2 separate regions of the Danio rerio genome follow, and region 2 is linked to region 1. Evidence: chromatin contacts called from public Hi-C data. All regions are on one chromosome and are shown on one strand. The core of a region is the stretch at or near the end of the contact, and the rest is flanking DNA. Distances in the headings are between cores, read along the strand shown. Region 1 overlaps scaper (S-phase cyclin A-associated protein in the ER). Region 2 holds the start of isl2a (ISL LIM homeobox 2a).

Region 1 (3,766 bases), core at 480-2,979:
CGGGCGGGAGATGCGCGATTTCCAGGAGATTATCATTTATCTGCGGGGATGCGGGAGTCTCTATGCATTTGCGGGAGACTCCTGGAACTTCCGGGAGACTTGGGATGTCTGCAAATGGGTCATGGTTTCATAGTATTGCAATTAGCTTTTATTTCACATAATTTTCAGAGCTTAAAATGAAGGATTTACCAAATGTATCTCTGACCACACCAGTCATAAACAATTAATTATTTCCTAGCCACAAATTTTAAATGTGTCAAAACAAGCAAAATATAGCTGAATACTATACTTTTTTTATTTAACGAAACATATGCACAGTAATCTGTCCTGGCTAAGGGTCCCAGATCGCCAGTTAACTACACATAAATGGGGAGTAATCTCCCATTAAAGCAATGTTATTGTTAAAAAATATAATTAAACCCTATTAACGCAAAAGAAAGCAGGTAAAAATATACCGTGTGATAATGAAAGGATGATCACACACACACAGTTAACGTTAGACCCATAAATAATCTTCAAACCGGTGCTGCTTACAAAAAGACAACTCTGGAAATCTTGAAAGCAGCGAGACTGTGGGTGCATGTTCATCCCTTCTTGTCCAGTCTATTTGAAAGAGAATTTGTCACATCAGTTGTGTTTCTAGACACAGTTGCTTCACGCAAGGAAACGCGCACGCGTTTTAAACAGTCGCTTGCATCACCTCAGCTGTTAGCGCGAGTGATTAGCCTCTCATTCAGTATTCACCTGCCATCTATTGTTCGCACGATCGCAATTATTTTTGTCAGTCATGTTGCTTCTCAATTCTAAGATCGCCTTTGCATGCATATTGGACCATCCTTATTGTCGAACCCTGCTTTTCAGAATTACTATCCGGGAAAATTATTTTCAACCAGCCAAAGTGGCTTGTGGGAGTGTCTGTCATACCCGCCACCGCTGAAATCTACCCGCATTTGGCGTGTTGGCTGGTGTTAATGTAAAGCCCTGCTTACAGCTGTGTTACACACTGCATAGAAGCTCATTTTCAAAAAAAACATAATAGGGGCTCTTTAAGGACATGCACAGACAAATTGTTCACTAGCAATGTGAGCTAACAAAATCAGTATGGTTAGTTTTGATTTCATGTGTACTTACATTTCAAACATAATTTTTAGTTGTGAGATTTCGGAGCTGTCCACTAGAGGGAATGAAGCGCTGTGATCAATCTCTCTCCTCCTCTTCCTCCTCCTCGCATTCCTGTTGTTTTCTGGTTTGTGTCAGAGAGGGTTTGGTGAGAGAATTATCACTGCAGCTCTCCAGGGCCTTTCTGGAGGGAGTGGAGATGGATGACATGTGTAAACAAAGAGCCCCCCCGGACCCCTCTCCTTCTCTGTATGTGTGTGTGCAGGGGGTGTTCGGGGTACAAGGTCTAGGTGACGTCCTAAAACACTTTTTTTTTTTTTCCACCCCAGGTTTTTTGTTTAGTTTGAGTAAAAGCAAAAAGCTGATTGCTAAACGCGCTCTACAGTCAGCCCCTATGACCAATGACCTCTCAGCACGCAACGGTCGCAATAACGATCCATCACTTCAAGTTGATCAACAGTGTTTTTGTGTCCGGCTTGGTCTCGAGACCTGTGTCGGCAAACAGTGGTTTGATCTTTGTTAGCTTTGGTTGGCAGAGCTTGTGTCGGGGCACTCTCTGTGTTTACCCTGGCAGGTATGGCGGGCTGGGGCTGTATTTGGGCCCATCGTCCACACTCCACACTGCTGGCTCTGATTTATCGATTGGCGTGTAATCTAGAATTATGCCGAGCAGGGTTTGGGCCAGATGCTCGAAGCTAACCGGCCCCCTTTGTGGTTACCTTGTTGACAGCTGGCCTGCGCGAATGTGCGTAAACTATCTGCCCGGCCTTGTTGCCATGTCCAGAGGGTCTGTTCACACTCCCTGGCCCTTTGGTTTGAGTGTGTTTGTGTTTGTTCATGCTCCGCTACAGCTCTTTAGCTCACTGCTGTGTATCTGATGGGAACATTTTAGGCCTAAAGTAAGAAAGGGTTCCTTGGAGATGTTGAGGTCTGAGTCTTCTCATGTATATCTAGTAGAAAGGAAAATTAGAAAATAGCCTACAATTTCTGACTTTTTGCAAATTTACTGCTTAGTTCAATTCAAGTTTATTTGTATAGCACTTTTTACAATAATCGCTTTAAACTTGCTCATCATTGCATTACAATCAAACTCTGAAAGGTAAGGTTATTAATTACCAAAACTTTATTAGTTCCTAATAACTTTAATTAACCAGTTAAACTCTGTGGACCCGGTACAGTGTTCGTGATGTCATCGGCTTTCGCTTTAAGATTTAAAGGGCTAGCATTGCACCAGAACCCCTTAAGTGGTTTCGTTTGAAAGTGTAGAATCTATATTTTTGCACATATGCATCACTTTGGTTTTTATTCTACTGTACAAAAGTTATTTACACTTAAATACACAGTATTTTGGAGACCCGAGCTAGGTATTTTACATTGGTTTATTTTCATATTTTTTTATATGACACATGTACAAGTTATAGCTCAAATGAAAGCTCTTGCCGGTGCTCATATGGTTCTAGCATTCTTTTTACTGAATTATATTCACATATCAAACAGTTGCCGAATGAATCGTGGTGTTTCCATGGCGCAGAAGTGAAAACAATACATTTATGATCAATAAGCAGCCCCAGATAGCACAGACAGCTGTCATGTCTTACCTTATGCTGTGCGCTTCAGGGCCATTTCTCCTCTGTTTTTGAGGTGATGTGCATAAGTAATCCTTTTATATGTCTGACGTGGTCCAAACACAGTGAATTATGTTTGATCAAACAAAAGAATAGTGAAATATGAAAACAATGATTGGTCCCTGTGGCTTGTACCGCACCTCTCATCAGTTGGAATACAATAACTTTTGCATAGATTATGGTAGAGACATTTTTCTTTTTTTCCTATGATTACAGACATGTGCAGGAACCACCAAAATTAATTACAGCACCCTACACCACACAGAACCTAAAAGGTACACTTTCAAATTTGAGTTTATCAAAAAAGGCACCCTTTTTTTTAGGTGTTCATTATGACACAGACAACATATACAGATATTTTAAACACATTCAATAGTGTTTTATAAAAATTCAAAGGGTTTTCTTTAAAATGATACCAAATTTTTGCATTTACACCTCTGCATGTGGATTTGGGAAGCCCAAAATAACAGATTAACTGGTTAACTAGTAGCAGCTTTAACAGTTAAAGTTGTTGTATGTAAACAAGGTTAACCTGCAGTTGTATAGCATATAAGTGATGTCTTTGTATACATTTGTAAAGAAGTTCATGTGTTGTCCTCAAAGTCCACTGGTTGGCAGGTCTTGGATCTTGAATCTCTAGAGGCCTCGGGATGTGTCAGTCCAGTTTTTAGAGTTCAGTTCAGTTTAGTTCAGTTCAGTGTGGTTTAAAATTTACTGCCGAGAGTCCAAACACTGCAGAGCAAATCCATCAATGGGCAGCTCCACAAGTCCCAAACCAAGCAAGCCAGTGGCGACAGTGGCTAGGAACAAACTTCACCAATTGATGAAAGTGAAGGGTAAAAAACCTTGAGATAAACCAGGCTCAGTTGGGCACGACCATTTCTCATCTGCACAAACTTCCTGTGCGGAGCTGCAGTCTAGGAACTGGAGGCTGGAGAACACTGGACGTCCATCATGGAGAACTGCAGGTATGGGAAGGTCACTGGCGGATGATCATGCTGGCCCACGGGACCAATGCAAAG
Region 2 (4,137 bases), core at 1,622-4,121, 210 kb after region 1:
GCTGTCGAACTGGCACAGGTTCTGCGAATAAAATGCGTATAAATCACTTTTCGGCTTAAGAGGTCATTTCATTATTTAGACACACTGCAGAAGAGCACGCTTACTTGAAGGTTAAATTGTGCATACACACATCGGTCTGTAGCCAAGTGCGTGTCAGTCAAAACACCTCTTAGGGCCTTCAATATGCTCTCAACTTTGCTGTATGTGCAAAATGTTGAAGGATCGACATGGGATATGAAAGTATAACATGCAATAATAGCACCAACTTACAGAGCAATGAGAGGGTTAAGCAGTGGCACATAATCGATGTGAAAATGTGTATGGTTCACTGCTGTTTAAGCGTTAGCAATGCACCACATATAATTACAGTGCAACATGTTTATCTTCAAAATTAAAATGCATGAAAAATACATGACCTCAGAAAAATAGGCTCAAGCAAAGTAGCAACCAAACACTCCTAATAATCTCTCGCTAATAATAAACCTATTTATTTCAAGATCGCAATTATTTTGCAGGGTTTTTTTAGATTAAGAAAATAGGCTACATAAACGAATCTGGTAAATATCAAACGCGATTTAAACTCCATCCATTATGCCATTAACTTTAAACGGTTTCTGATTATTTTCAGGCCCTGCTAATTCAATCATGGATTTCCTCAAACATTCCCAGCCAAAATATCTTCAAATTGTCAGCACGCAACACACACTGCCCGGTAGTCTATTAACACGATTTCACAAGCTGATTAAATTGCTACAGAATTAAACCAGCTAATCTCACGCTGGTCCTAAGTATATTATTTCACAAACAACTCCAATAACAGCGACAATGTTATTAAGCTGTTATTATCATTACCATTACAGCCACACTTTACATTTATGTAGGCCTACAGTAAATCATTTTTAAATACAACCTGCAACTTTTTAATTATTTCTACTGAATTTATTAATACTAATATTATTTTTACTACTACCTGGGATGTGTAAGGGCCTGCTAGAGTGAATGTTCCCCGGGCTGATGGGGCTCCCAGCGGAAGCGCGTTCCATTAGCAGTCCGTGGTCCGCCCGGCAGAGCAGCTCCTCGTCCCGCAATGAGAACTCATCTCCCGGGAGCAAATGTCTGCTGCACACCGAGCACCTAAAACACTCCATGTGGTAGACGTTATCCCGGGCCCTCATGACCAGGTCACTGCTGCAGAAACCGATGTTACATTTGGCGCATTTGATCCCGAATAATCTGCAATTTCCAGAAGAAGCATTTGGTTATTTTACTGCTCGCAAAGCGGATGGTTTTATAGGGGCAAGAAATAGGCGTACTCTATTTTATAAAGGCATGTGCATTTAATGCATTTTAAACACTGAACACACACATTTATCCCTTGAAAATCTAAATTAAAAAGTAAAGATAATAAAGTTATATGCAATAATATATATCATAAAGGCTGTTATAGGCTACATTCTAACACTGTTTTAATGCATTTATTACTATTATTTGGTTTACAAATATATTAATAGATACGTTTTAGTGTATTAAAATTATGTTTAATATATTTAAGACAGAACATATAGCCGTAACTTATAAAATACAGTGTGTTTTTAAAAAAACAAACAAACGATAGGCTATCATCATCCATGGAAACTTTAAATTCCACACCGACTCTTTATAGTGCAAATGGGCTGTTTAGATTATCTCAAGAGTCATTCACTGAAATGTATTTTAGAAAACCCAGAAAAAATCTTCTTCTGTGGCATCGCAACACAATACTTTCTGAAACATTTATTTTTTTAAGCGTGCGCTTCAATGCACTATCTAGAATATCCTTTACGCACATATAAGCTTTGCAGAAACTGTTGCCAATGGAATTACATTTCTTTACAAAGCAAACTTTAAAATAAAACTGAACAAACAGCAGTAACAAGCATGGCAAACCCAAACCAAACACGACTGCAATACATTAGCCAAACACTCGAGCCATGAAATATGGACGTTCAGTTTAAATTGTGCTGAAAACTAAATAATTCCACTTAATACAGTTATTTTAAATTTTCTATTGTAACATTTAGCTTAATCAACTTTATTAACATAAATAAAATAGGGCTTGATTGTTCTAAACGCTGCTTTTATCTCCAGTTTACGTAAAACACAACAAAACATTATTCTCCATATCTCTAAATCTGTCTGGGTCAAGATTGTGTGAAAAACTGGGCCTCGACGAAATTCCCAAGCTGTGAAATCACAAATATAGTTGCTCGTACCGTACGTAATCTCTCTTGCAATAAGTCTTGCCGTCTCGGACGAAGCAAGTGCACGTCTCATCCAGGTACTGACTGCATTCTGCGCACTTCAGACAGGCTGCGTGCCACTCCAGGTCCGGGGACACCCGCAGTATGTACTGATCATGGATCTGACTTCCACAGCCGACACACATGGCGATTCCAGACTTCTCTGGATATGGAAAGCAGGGATTAGAGTCCACCGACTGCACCCATATGCATTTAATCCCCCAAAACACCACCGACGTGTAAATACAGCAATAGTTCGTGTTTTATGCATCCTATATTTAACATGCAAGTGGAGCTTCTTTTGTGTTCTACTTAATTACTATTAACTGCAGCCAAATTGTTTTGTTGTTTTTGAATATGTCGCGCAACAAAATACTGAATGTTATTAATGCAACTGTTTTGCTAGCAGCTCTAATTTTGCATATAACCCTATGCAAGGACGAAAACTTCTGTATAACACGAATGTTCACTTACTTTTTGAATGATCCCCCATATCACCCAAGAAAGAAGGATGCGGTAGAATATCCACCATACAGGAGGGTTAAGGCAGAAGGCTACAGATGAGGAAATGGAATGGGAAACTGCCTCGTCCCGAGCTGACTAATAACTTCTGGCCGAAGAGCCTGTGGGAAGAGTAACACACAGACACTGGCTCTGACGTCACCGGGGCCTGACGTCACATGCAAACCTGGACCCCGAATATCAGCAGAGCCCGGCGCGGAGATCCGACCGCGGGAGCGCTTTGAATATTAGAGACCGAAGAGCTGAAGATCAAGCTCGTGCATTTGTTTCTCATGCAGGCGTAACTGTGAGACGGCACGAGGTGTGACAGGTAATAAACAAGCACAAAAAGTAAATTAGAACATATGAGAATTGCCTAAACCGATTTATAAAAAGCAGCCAACTTGAGCCAAGTGTGTGAGAGGCTGGAACAACCTATTTGGACGCTATGTTTTTACTGTTTTACGAGAACAAGACCTTTTTTTTTATTTAAATAAGTTTAAAATGTCTACATTTTAATGTTAATGTATTATATATAAACATTATATATGTTGATAGTTTATCTATATATATATATATATATATATATATATATATATATATATATATATATATATATATATATATATATATATATATATATATATATATATATATATACCAATCCCATATAATTTAAAATGCTGAATAAGAAGGAAATTTCATGCGTACAGACGTTCCTGTAGGGTAAATCCATATGAAGTCTGTGTGTTCTAGTGAGCCCCCTACTGGACATCAAAACATTATCACACATATGATGTGTACAGTATGTTATCTGTCAGTAGTTTTCAGTTCGTTACAAAGGCTTCTCAGATATGGCCTTATCAGATATCTCCATCCTAAAATTAAAAAAAAGGCCTTATACCTTACAAGCATACTTTATTGTGTAAAGACAACTTAGGCATATACTTTAAAAAAGGCCTAGAGTATAAAATATTATTTGGAAAACATTGTTTATTTTAAATTACAGTATCATATTTTTATTTTATTGGTAAGTAGTTAATTAATTATGATTATTTTTTTCTTTGTTTCTATCTGTAAGGTGAATTTTATTTTTTATTGAAATTATTTATTTTTCAATACTTTCCATTTACTTGAATCTCATTTAATCATATATATATTTTTTTTGTAAAAAAATATTTTGTTAGCATGCATGTTTATGTTAATAAAATATCTGACTGTTTTAATCTTATTTTAATTTGTTAATTATTTTCGTAATAATTTATTACAATTAATAAACTTATTCATAATAAAAAAATCATACTTTATATAATTGTTTATCGATTTATTTTTTTACAGTTTTTTCCTATAAATTTCT

Evidence for each region. Hi-C and Micro-C count contacts between places; a contact is called where the count stands out from the background.
Region 2: a contact with region 1 is called in a Hi-C map of fibroblasts, with 4 times the contacts expected there. The contact joins the promoter of isl2a here to the enhancer-like site in region 1. A contact is called at or near these places in 6 of 18 Hi-C or Micro-C datasets (caudal fin, embryo, fibroblasts and 2 more) and 2 of 4 datasets of contacts at active chromatin or transcription factors (caudal fin and embryo).

Annotation. Positions count from the first base shown.
Region 1 is chr25:34,977,077-34,980,842 of GRCz12tu, forward strand. The region is part of intron 4 of scaper (S-phase cyclin A-associated protein in the ER); the gene reads left to right. Among named protein-coding and RNA genes, the nearest start is that of scaper, 16 kb to the left of the region's middle. Within about 2 kb of position 1,730, at least 12 of the 62 cell types and tissues checked have an H3K27ac peak or open chromatin away from gene starts, as enhancers often do.
Region 2 is chr25:35,186,545-35,190,681 of GRCz12tu, forward strand. isl2a (ISL LIM homeobox 2a) reads right to left here and starts at 2,872. Exons shown (of 6, transcript NM_130970.1): 1 at 2,754-2,872; 2 at 2,253-2,442; 3 at 971-1,233; 4 at 1-21. The coding sequence starts at 2,811.